Regions from separate parts of the Mus musculus genome. Here regions 1 and 3 are each linked to region 2. The links are chromatin contacts, called in public HiChIP or PLAC-seq maps. All regions are on one chromosome and are shown on one strand. The core of a region is the stretch at or near the end of the contact, and the rest is flanking DNA. Distances in the headings are between cores, read along the strand shown. Region 1 overlaps Mettl8 (methyltransferase like 8). Region 2 overlaps Tlk1 (tousled-like kinase 1). Region 3 overlaps Mettl8 (methyltransferase like 8).

What was found. HiChIP or PLAC-seq counts read pairs in DNA pulled down with a chosen protein or histone mark.
Region 1: an H3K4me3 HiChIP or PLAC-seq map of bone marrow-derived macrophages shows a contact between it and region 2, with 3 times the contacts expected there. The contact joins two enhancer-like sites. A contact is called at or near these places in 4 of 115 datasets of contacts at active chromatin or transcription factors (bone marrow-derived dendritic cells, bone marrow-derived macrophages, embryonic basal ganglia and 1 more) and 3 of 9 other capture datasets (adipose tissue, liver and pancreatic islet).
Region 3: an H3K4me3 HiChIP or PLAC-seq map of bone marrow-derived macrophages shows a contact between it and region 2, with 4 times the contacts expected there. The contact joins two enhancer-like sites. A contact is called at or near these places in 4 of 115 datasets of contacts at active chromatin or transcription factors (bone marrow-derived dendritic cells, bone marrow-derived macrophages, embryonic stem cells and 1 more) and 2 of 9 other capture datasets (liver and pancreatic islet).

What each region holds. Positions count from the first base shown.
Region 1 is chr2:70,988,623-70,991,322 of GRCm38.p6, forward strand. The region is part of intron 3 of Mettl8 (methyltransferase like 8); the gene reads right to left. Among named protein-coding and RNA genes, the nearest start is that of Mettl8, 66 kb to the right of the region's middle. Within about 2 kb of position 1,434, at least 59 of the 459 cell types and tissues checked have an H3K27ac peak or open chromatin away from gene starts, as enhancers often do. A contact at or near this core is called in bone marrow-derived macrophages, where this site is marked.
Region 2 is chr2:70,747,791-70,750,490 of GRCm38.p6, forward strand. It overlaps Tlk1 (tousled-like kinase 1), which reads right to left. Exons shown (of 20, transcript NM_172664.3): 7 at 2,645-2,700; 8 at 1,445-1,537. Among named protein-coding and RNA genes, the nearest start is that of Gm38528, 45 kb to the left of the region's middle. Within about 2 kb of position 1,436, at least 5 of the 459 cell types and tissues checked have an H3K27ac peak or open chromatin away from gene starts, as enhancers often do. A contact at or near this core is called in bone marrow-derived macrophages, where this site is marked.
Region 3 is chr2:70,963,304-70,966,003 of GRCm38.p6, forward strand. Mettl8 (methyltransferase like 8) reads right to left here. Exons shown (of 10, transcript NM_145524.3): 10 at 1,258-2,376. The coding sequence ends at 2,213. Among named protein-coding and RNA genes, the nearest start is that of Gm39843, 42 kb to the left of the region's middle. Within about 2 kb of position 1,363, at least 96 of the 459 cell types and tissues checked have an H3K27ac peak or open chromatin away from gene starts, as enhancers often do. A contact at or near this core is called in bone marrow-derived macrophages, where this site is marked.

The sequences.
Region 1 (2,700 bases), core at 184-2,683, 240 kb after region 2:
ACAGGGTGTTTAACTATTCTGTTTTTCTTTCCCTTCATATAGAACATTCTCTTCAGTGGTAAGGTATTCACAACACAAGGATACATTCTTTCATCATCTGCCTAATGTAGCTAACCTACCCTAGGTAGGACTTCATTTACAAAGATATTTTAAAGTGCATACAGCAGCTGCTGTTGTAAGTTTTAAAAAACCTTTACATTTGCTGTACGACCAGCTGACATATAGCACACTGGAGATCTTTTTAAGGAGATTATAAAATATAATCATGTTTACTCAAGAAACACTGATTATATCTTTTTTATTTCTCTGGGTTAACCTGGTTTTAAAAGAAATATGAGCTATAATAAAATTGAAAAGTAATTAGGAAAAGAAAACATGGAATTAAAAGTCATTAGTCTGGGCAATCTAATTGAAGGAAATATTGCTAACTGGAGCCTGGGTGCTATACATTCTCATTATGCAAACGAGGCTGGGTCATTCAACAGCAAAAAGTGATTATCTGTCATGTAGGCGATCTTATTTTCAGATTGTGAGTGTGTTTTTCTAACTTCTGTTCTCACCAACAGCTCTGACAATAGGTGAAAAGTGGGAGAAGGAAGAGTGACATACAGGGAGCAGAAGAAATGTGACAGGGTTGGCTAGCTGGAAGAATAAGCAGTGTTCCTCCCAGGGGCTTAATAAAGGAGATAGGATCAATAGCAGTGTGCCTGCTCTGCAGACTTTGTGATGCCAGAGCGCTGGCTCTTTCAAACACTCAGGGACTCTCTTAGATAAGGAAAGCTGGTGTAGAGGTCAAAGCTTCTGTCGGGTTCTCACTAAGTCTGGAAGCAGAGCAGAACGATCTATTTACCTTGACCCATACTGACTCATCAGAGGGATAACGCAGCGAATGAGAAGCCTCACCCAAGACTTGAGTGGGGTCTGCGATCCTAGCAGAGACTGCTGTGTGGCTGTCCCTGAGACATGCTGCCATTCACTGATGTTCCTCAGACCACAGTTTCCTTCCTTGTTACCCACTGGGAGCTTAGCCCTCTCTGCACTCACCACCTTGCTTTAAATACAAGATATCCTCCGTATAACTCAAGTCTTTTCCTGCAGTGGTCCCCTGACACCGTGGCGCCCGGTGCACTGAGTGGCGGGATGCAGAGGTGACCCAGAACAAATCTCTATTTCTTTGAGTCATTCTGAAATGGAATCTTTAGTTCTTTATCTTCACAGTAGCCAGAAGAAACACTTAGAAAGGGCTGTCATAGCAATGGCAAAGCAGGCACCTCAGAGTGGTGCCAGCACCTCCTTGCTCCTGTCTTTCCTCTTCTATGGAGTGGCCCGTCACCACCTTTCTATTTTGGTCCCACTGTGGTTCTGTGGGAACCGTCCTTTTCCTTTACTGCGGTTTCTGAGGCTCTAAAATAACCTCCTCATTAGCTGCGCTCAAGTTCATTGTTAGCTCAAATAGGACAAAGTGGGCGGCCATGCACAGAGAACTTTAACATGATCAGCCCTGCTCTATTTAAGTTCGGAACACAAACATTCAAAAGGGAGTTTTAAAAATCCCTGCCTTTTCATATTATTAGGATAATGTGCAGATAATAGCATGAATGAGTTTTCATTTCCTGGAAGTAAATTAAAACAACTGACAATGTGGAACATCGTTCAGGCTGGAAGCTCTGCTGTATTCAGGAGGCCACTAGCAGAAGCTTGAGTAATGTGGAAAATATGTCCACGCAGCTGCTGGCAAAGAAGTGAAGTTATACTTCCTCAGAAGCAGTGACAGAGTTCCTGTGAGGGAATGTGGTGCTGGCCGATGGAAGGCAGCACTGGCCATGGGATGAGTCCTCAAGTCCAGCCTCAACACTCCCTGGCTGTATTCCACCCCAGGTCTGTCTGGCTAGAGCCCATAGAAATAGAGTCATTCCACTGGGGTCAGGGGCTCGTCTTTCCTGTCCACCCAAGGATACACTGATGCTGATGGTGAAGAACTACCACTAAGGAATAACAAGCAAGGCCAGAGGAATCGATAGGCCACCAATGACTCCAGAGAGCAGGATTGGTTGCACTGGCTCCTTTGCCAGCTAAAGGCTGAGGGCTGTCCCATTCTCTTAGCCTTCCCAGATACCTTTGCTTCAGATTTCAGCAGCTGCAAGCTAACATCATTTCAACTGTGCTTCTCCTGATGTTCACTCTGCGCCTTACAGGGAGGAGTACGAGCATTTTTCCCTGGGGAGTTTCTGCATATCTGGTCAATCTAGCACTAGAATTCTAGCTTTGGAAGAATCTTCCAATATACTGCCTGATAGGTATTTAGTCTTTTGATTTGTTTGTTTTATTTTTATTTGTTTTTGTTTTTCAAGACATGATTTCTCTGTGCAACTCTGGCTGTCCTGGAACTCATTCTGTAGACCAGGCTGGCCTCGAACTCAGAGATCCACCTGCCTCTGCCTCCCGAGTGCTGGGATTAAAGGATTGTGCCACCACTGCCCAGATATTTATGTGACATTTACAGTCTCCTTTGGACCAAATAGCTCAAAAGCAACCACAGAGAATATGTCAACAAGTGAACAAATCCGTGTCCTAATAAAACTTTATAAAACATGGTGCAGGCTAGGGAAATGGCTCAGTGGACAAGGTGCTGGCTGTGCAAGAATTCAACTCCTCTGAACTCACAGAAGAGGTATGACAGCTGGATGTCATCCCAGCACC
Region 2 (2,700 bases), core at 186-2,685:
TAGGCTCTTACAATCAGTTCCTTTGGAATCTTTGATAAAGTATACACAAACTATAAACTATAAACTGAAGATAATTAACATGTAAAAACAATCATCAAAAAGAAAGTATGATGTAATGAAAATACATTCCACAAAGTGGAAGAAGCCAACATTTAAACAAACAAACAAAAAACCTAAAAACTAGAAAGCTAGGAAACATCCAGTCTAATAAAAAGTGAAAAGGTGGCTATGGATACGGTCCAGAGGTGTGGCACTTTGCCTAGCATATGGGAGGTCCTGGGTTTGTTTGATCACCAGCACCAACACCAACATACACACATGCATGCACACACACAACTATAAGGAAAGAAAAGTAATGATGAAGACATGTATCATTGATGCCAGAAGCGTAGGTTAGCAGTAAGGGCTGTGACAGAGCAGTGTTCCAAGGTTACAATGGAGTCACAGATGTTGGTGCTATTAAGCTGTGGTGCTACTGGTTCACAGTGTTGGCTTGAATTACAATAGTTGGTAGAAGCTCTTAAAATTATCAACATCCAAGCTACATCAATTTAATCAGAACTCCATGGGAGAGAATTCAAAATTAGTACTTCCATCAGGTAGGTGATCCTAAGGAATTGCAAGGGAAAAGAAATCTTGCTTTATGCCTCACTCACATTCTAAGTATACTTTTAGGAATGTTTTTAAATGTATTGTGTATGTGCATGCATGATGTATGGATGCACAGCCATGGCACGTGTGTGTAAGCTGCAGCTTTGTGAGGTCAGTTCTCTCCTATGTTTATGTAGGTTCTGGAGATCAAATTTAGCAAACACTTTTATCTGCAAAGCCACTTGCCAAATACCTTAGATTTATTTACTTACATACTTTCAGATTTACTTTCTGTGTATATGAGTGTTTTTGCTGGCATATATATCTGTGAAGCACATGTATGGAGTGCCCAAATGGGCCGGAAGAGCAGTTCAAATTCCCTTGCCAACCCTAATTTATTTTTAAAAATAAAGCTTCCATTAAAAATCTTACAGGATTATGGCAGTAATGGTATCTGATGTCAGGCAGAGAGCAATAAACTATTCAACAGGAAATGGGTTATCTGACTAGAGGTAGATGACCAAATAAAAAATTATAAACCTACTTCTATTTCTTCAACAATTTCTCAATTTCACACTCAGAGAGCTAATCACCTATTCTGACTTTAAAGTGGGTATTTTCAACATTTGTCTTTTATTTTAACTAGGAGTGTGTATATCTGTATACAGATGTGTACTTGCTTGCAGAGGCTAACCACTGAGCCATCTCGAGCCCCTAAAGTAGATTTTCAATCACATACACAAAAAAGTTTATTGTTTTTAAATACAGAGCACTGTCGTATTTAGTATTTTCTCAATAGTTTAACTGCTGCCAAGTTAAATCACATGACTCCTTCCCATGACATATTACTCACCCTGAGCAGATCATCAATCCGGCCTTCCTTCTTCTCCAGGTCTTGATTTTTAGTACTTTCTAATGCTGCCAATTTCAGCATTGTAAGATCAGTCTAAGTGAAATAAAGATATTTTTTATTATCTCTACTATATACACTATATATAAATGTGAGGGCAGATTTTACCAATTTCAAACAGTCGAGAACAATAGTTTGTGGTATGTAAAAAGACATCCCCAGACATCTTAGTGTAGTTTTAAGTGTAAATGCTGAAAACCTTGTATACAACTTATTAAAGCTCATATGCAAATGTTCACACTATATATATTGAGGAGTGTTAACTTTCGCTTTGTAAAACCAGCTTTTAAGCTGTTTACAACTGACAAGTAAAGACTGCTTCTATTTATCTGATGGGTATGTTTTGATCATGCTGACCTTGAACTCTTAAAGATCTACCTGCCTCTGCCTCCAGAGTGCTGGGATTAAAGGCATGCACCACCACACCCAGCCCACACACAACAGTTTGGACACGACCCAGGAAAAGTAAAGAAAATATACTGTTATGGAGTCAAGGTGTTCCATCAACAGATCAACTCTCCAATTTTAAGTCTGAAAAAGCATTAACTAAATGAATGAATCAATAAATGAATAGCGGTGTAAACTAGGAGTACAGTTTAGCCACAGAGCATCTGCCTGATACTTGCACTGGTGCCCAAATTCAATCCCTGGCACCAGAAAGCAAAACAGAAATAAAAAACTTTCAAAAACGTACGATCTGTGTTCAAAATTCATAAAACTGATTAATATTAATAGTAATAATGACATTAATATATCTAAGTAATTTGATATAGTGGTATAAACATATAGACACTGAAATGACTTTAGTATTCATTTATAACCAACACAGCAGCATTATGAAGATACTGACTACACGCACACACACACACACACACACACACACACACACACACACACACACACACACACACTGTTTTACGGCCTGAGACATCTGCTCAAGTATGTAGCAAAGGGCAAGCTGGTGCTAAGTTGAATGCTTCAGTTCCTCTTATCCTGTAAATGTTGTAGTCTAGTAAGTCAGCTCTTGCGTTTAATTTTGCTTTACAATTATATACAGAACAAACCATAAACATTTTAATTGTTAATACAACTGGCTAGATTTTTTTCCTAAAAGTCATAGGAAAATTTAAAACTATTACTTACTTGAGTGATCTTAAAGGATAACTGCTTTGGTTGTACAACAGGGTGGTCCCCGAAAG
Region 3 (2,700 bases), core at 113-2,612, 220 kb after region 2:
GCATTTCTTCCCACTGATTTATTTCCTCATCTGTTCTTTCTGAGATCAGGGCTTACAGAGACCACACCTTGAGAGGGCTGCTTCTTCAGGTCTCTATTTAAACCTTCAGAACCCCAAAGACTGAACCTGGGGGGAGTCCCCTTGATCTCTCTGTCCATCTTTTCAATGTGTCCACACTGAATAAGTCTCCTTTTCTATTTTCTACTTTAGTCTGGCTCTTTTAATTGGCTTACTGAAGATGGGTAACCAGACCTGACTTGGGGCACAAGTTGTGAACCCAAACTTCGATAACATATAATGAAAGCATTCAGTAAACACTATATAATGGGGGACTTGTTTTAGGGACTCTGTTTTTTTACAATGGGCAATTAGCAAGCCAACATATTTTCTTTCTGAAGCAAGGGAAACAAATACATTTCGAGTGGTTAAGGAGGATTTTATTGAATAAATGCTTTAGTTTAGCAGTGATAAAATACCCTGACAGTGAGGCTGGCAAGATGGCTCAGGGGTTAAGACTGGCTGCTCTTCCAGAAGAAGACACCCAGTCCCCACATGACAGCTCTGTTGTATAGTGGTTTCCTTCCAGATTGAAACAGTCTAGCTCTCAAAGTTAAGACAAAAAGTAAATAACTCAGAATAGCTGCAGGAAGTCCCTAAAATTGACTAAATTCACTAGGCCCCTCCTTCCCCAGAATAAATAGTAAACACCACTTCCAGACAAGTCAAGATGCCAAGAAGCAGAGACCAGCCGAGCTACTGGAAGAGGCTTAGAACTGAGGCACCTGGAAAGGGCACTCTCCAATCAGCCTGCAGGCTGTGCAGTGGGCTCCTGGTTCCCAGTTTTTGTGAGCTGTCACCCATGCTGGGGTTGACTTTGGTGATGCAGCTGTCTTTGAGTCATTTCTACTCCTGTAAGCAACCCCTCATCCATATTCCTGTAAATGACCCTAATAAAACTCACTGGTTCACTAAATTGAACTTTAGTGGTATCCATCCTTTGTTCTGTCATGGACTCCCTACTGTGGGCGAGTAGACAAGTGTATATTGCCTCTTCTCAGGAAAAGTCTGTCATACAACAGGCTCACAAACACCTATAACTCAGGTAGGGATCCGATGCTCTCTGCAGGCAGAGATACCAATGGCCTCTGCAGGTACTAGGCATGTACGTGGTGCCCAGACATGCATTCAGGCAAACCCCATGCACATAAAAACAAAACAAAACAAAACAAAACAAAACAAAACTCCAACAAAAGCAACTTTTGGAAGAAAAGGTTTATTTTAGCTCACAACTCCAAGCTACAGTCCACCCAGTTACAGCAGGAAGTCAAGGAGGCAGGAGCTTGAAGCAGCTGGTTACACCCATGGTCAGGAGAAGAGCGAGCATGAATACTGGTGTGCCAGTGCTCAGCTCCCTTTTCCCACACTTACTTGGTTCAGGGTCCAACCTCCAGGGAATGGTACTGCCCACAGTAGACAAGTCTTCCCACATCAATTAATACAATCAAGACAATCTCACAGACAACTGACAATCTGAGACTCTTCCTGGGTGGTTCTAGAGTGTGTCAAGTTGACAATTAAAACTGGCCACCACAGCACAGACAGTGTCTCAAAGATGATCTGCATATCTAAGAATAGCCCGGAAGTGATGTTAACAAGGGTCACACTTCCCCATTTTTTGGAAAGAGAAACTAAGGTTGTATTTCAGACACTTGTGTGTGGTGGTGGTGGTGGTGGTGGTTGGTGAGTTTTGAGAGAAAATAGATAAGAACAGAACAAAACACAGTAACCCTTCATCCTGAGTTCCCCCAAGAACAAGGCACACTATGCCGCTGCTACTGGCTGACAGCAGAGGGCAGTTTGACTGCTTTACCATACTCAACAATAAAGTAGATCATTTTTCCACTTCTAAAACATGGACGGGTTACATTTCTCAAAACTATACGCTTCTTAATTCAAAGTCATACAATTCAAGGGAACATGGTTAGATGAAACAAAACCAAACATACATTTCAAGTTCTGGAAACCCAGAGGGTGGGAGACTCTTTCAAGTCACATCCTTGTTCTTAAAATGTCCTGAGAGCACTGACAGCAGACCAGCAGAGCTGCGGATGCTCTTCTGCTCATCTCTGGAAGAGAAGTCTTTGAACAGTATCAGGCCCTGGGTTCATACTTTAACATGACACATAGTTCGGTCCTGAGAATGCAGTGAATGCTAATTTCCACTCTGTGGAGTCCAGGGCGATGGTTTCTGGAATTTTCCTTGAATCCACACTCGGTGCATCTGCACTTGCTTTTTCCTGTTCACTTGCAAGCGATGATCAACCAGATTTTGCTTTTCGTGTAATCCAGCCTCGCAGAACATACGGCGGATTTCCCCTTTGAGACAAGAGTGGCAGTCAACGATATAGCATGTGGTGGGGGGGAGAGGGGTGAGACCCAATGGAACACCATGGAGGACTGCTCATCCGATTCTCTTATACCAAGAAGCAGAGAGCTGGGTGAAGGAAACCCACAACACCAGGTGGGGCCTCTTCATTCCCACATACACTGCGAGTACAGACAGGCTGACGGACGGACGGGTCAGCCTGATCAGGGTAAGTTACTGTGAGCCGAGCTGTGGCTACAGCTTTCCATACTTTGACATGTGCCTCCTTTCTGAGCCTTTGCTTAAAATCATCCAAGATCACATATTATAAAAGG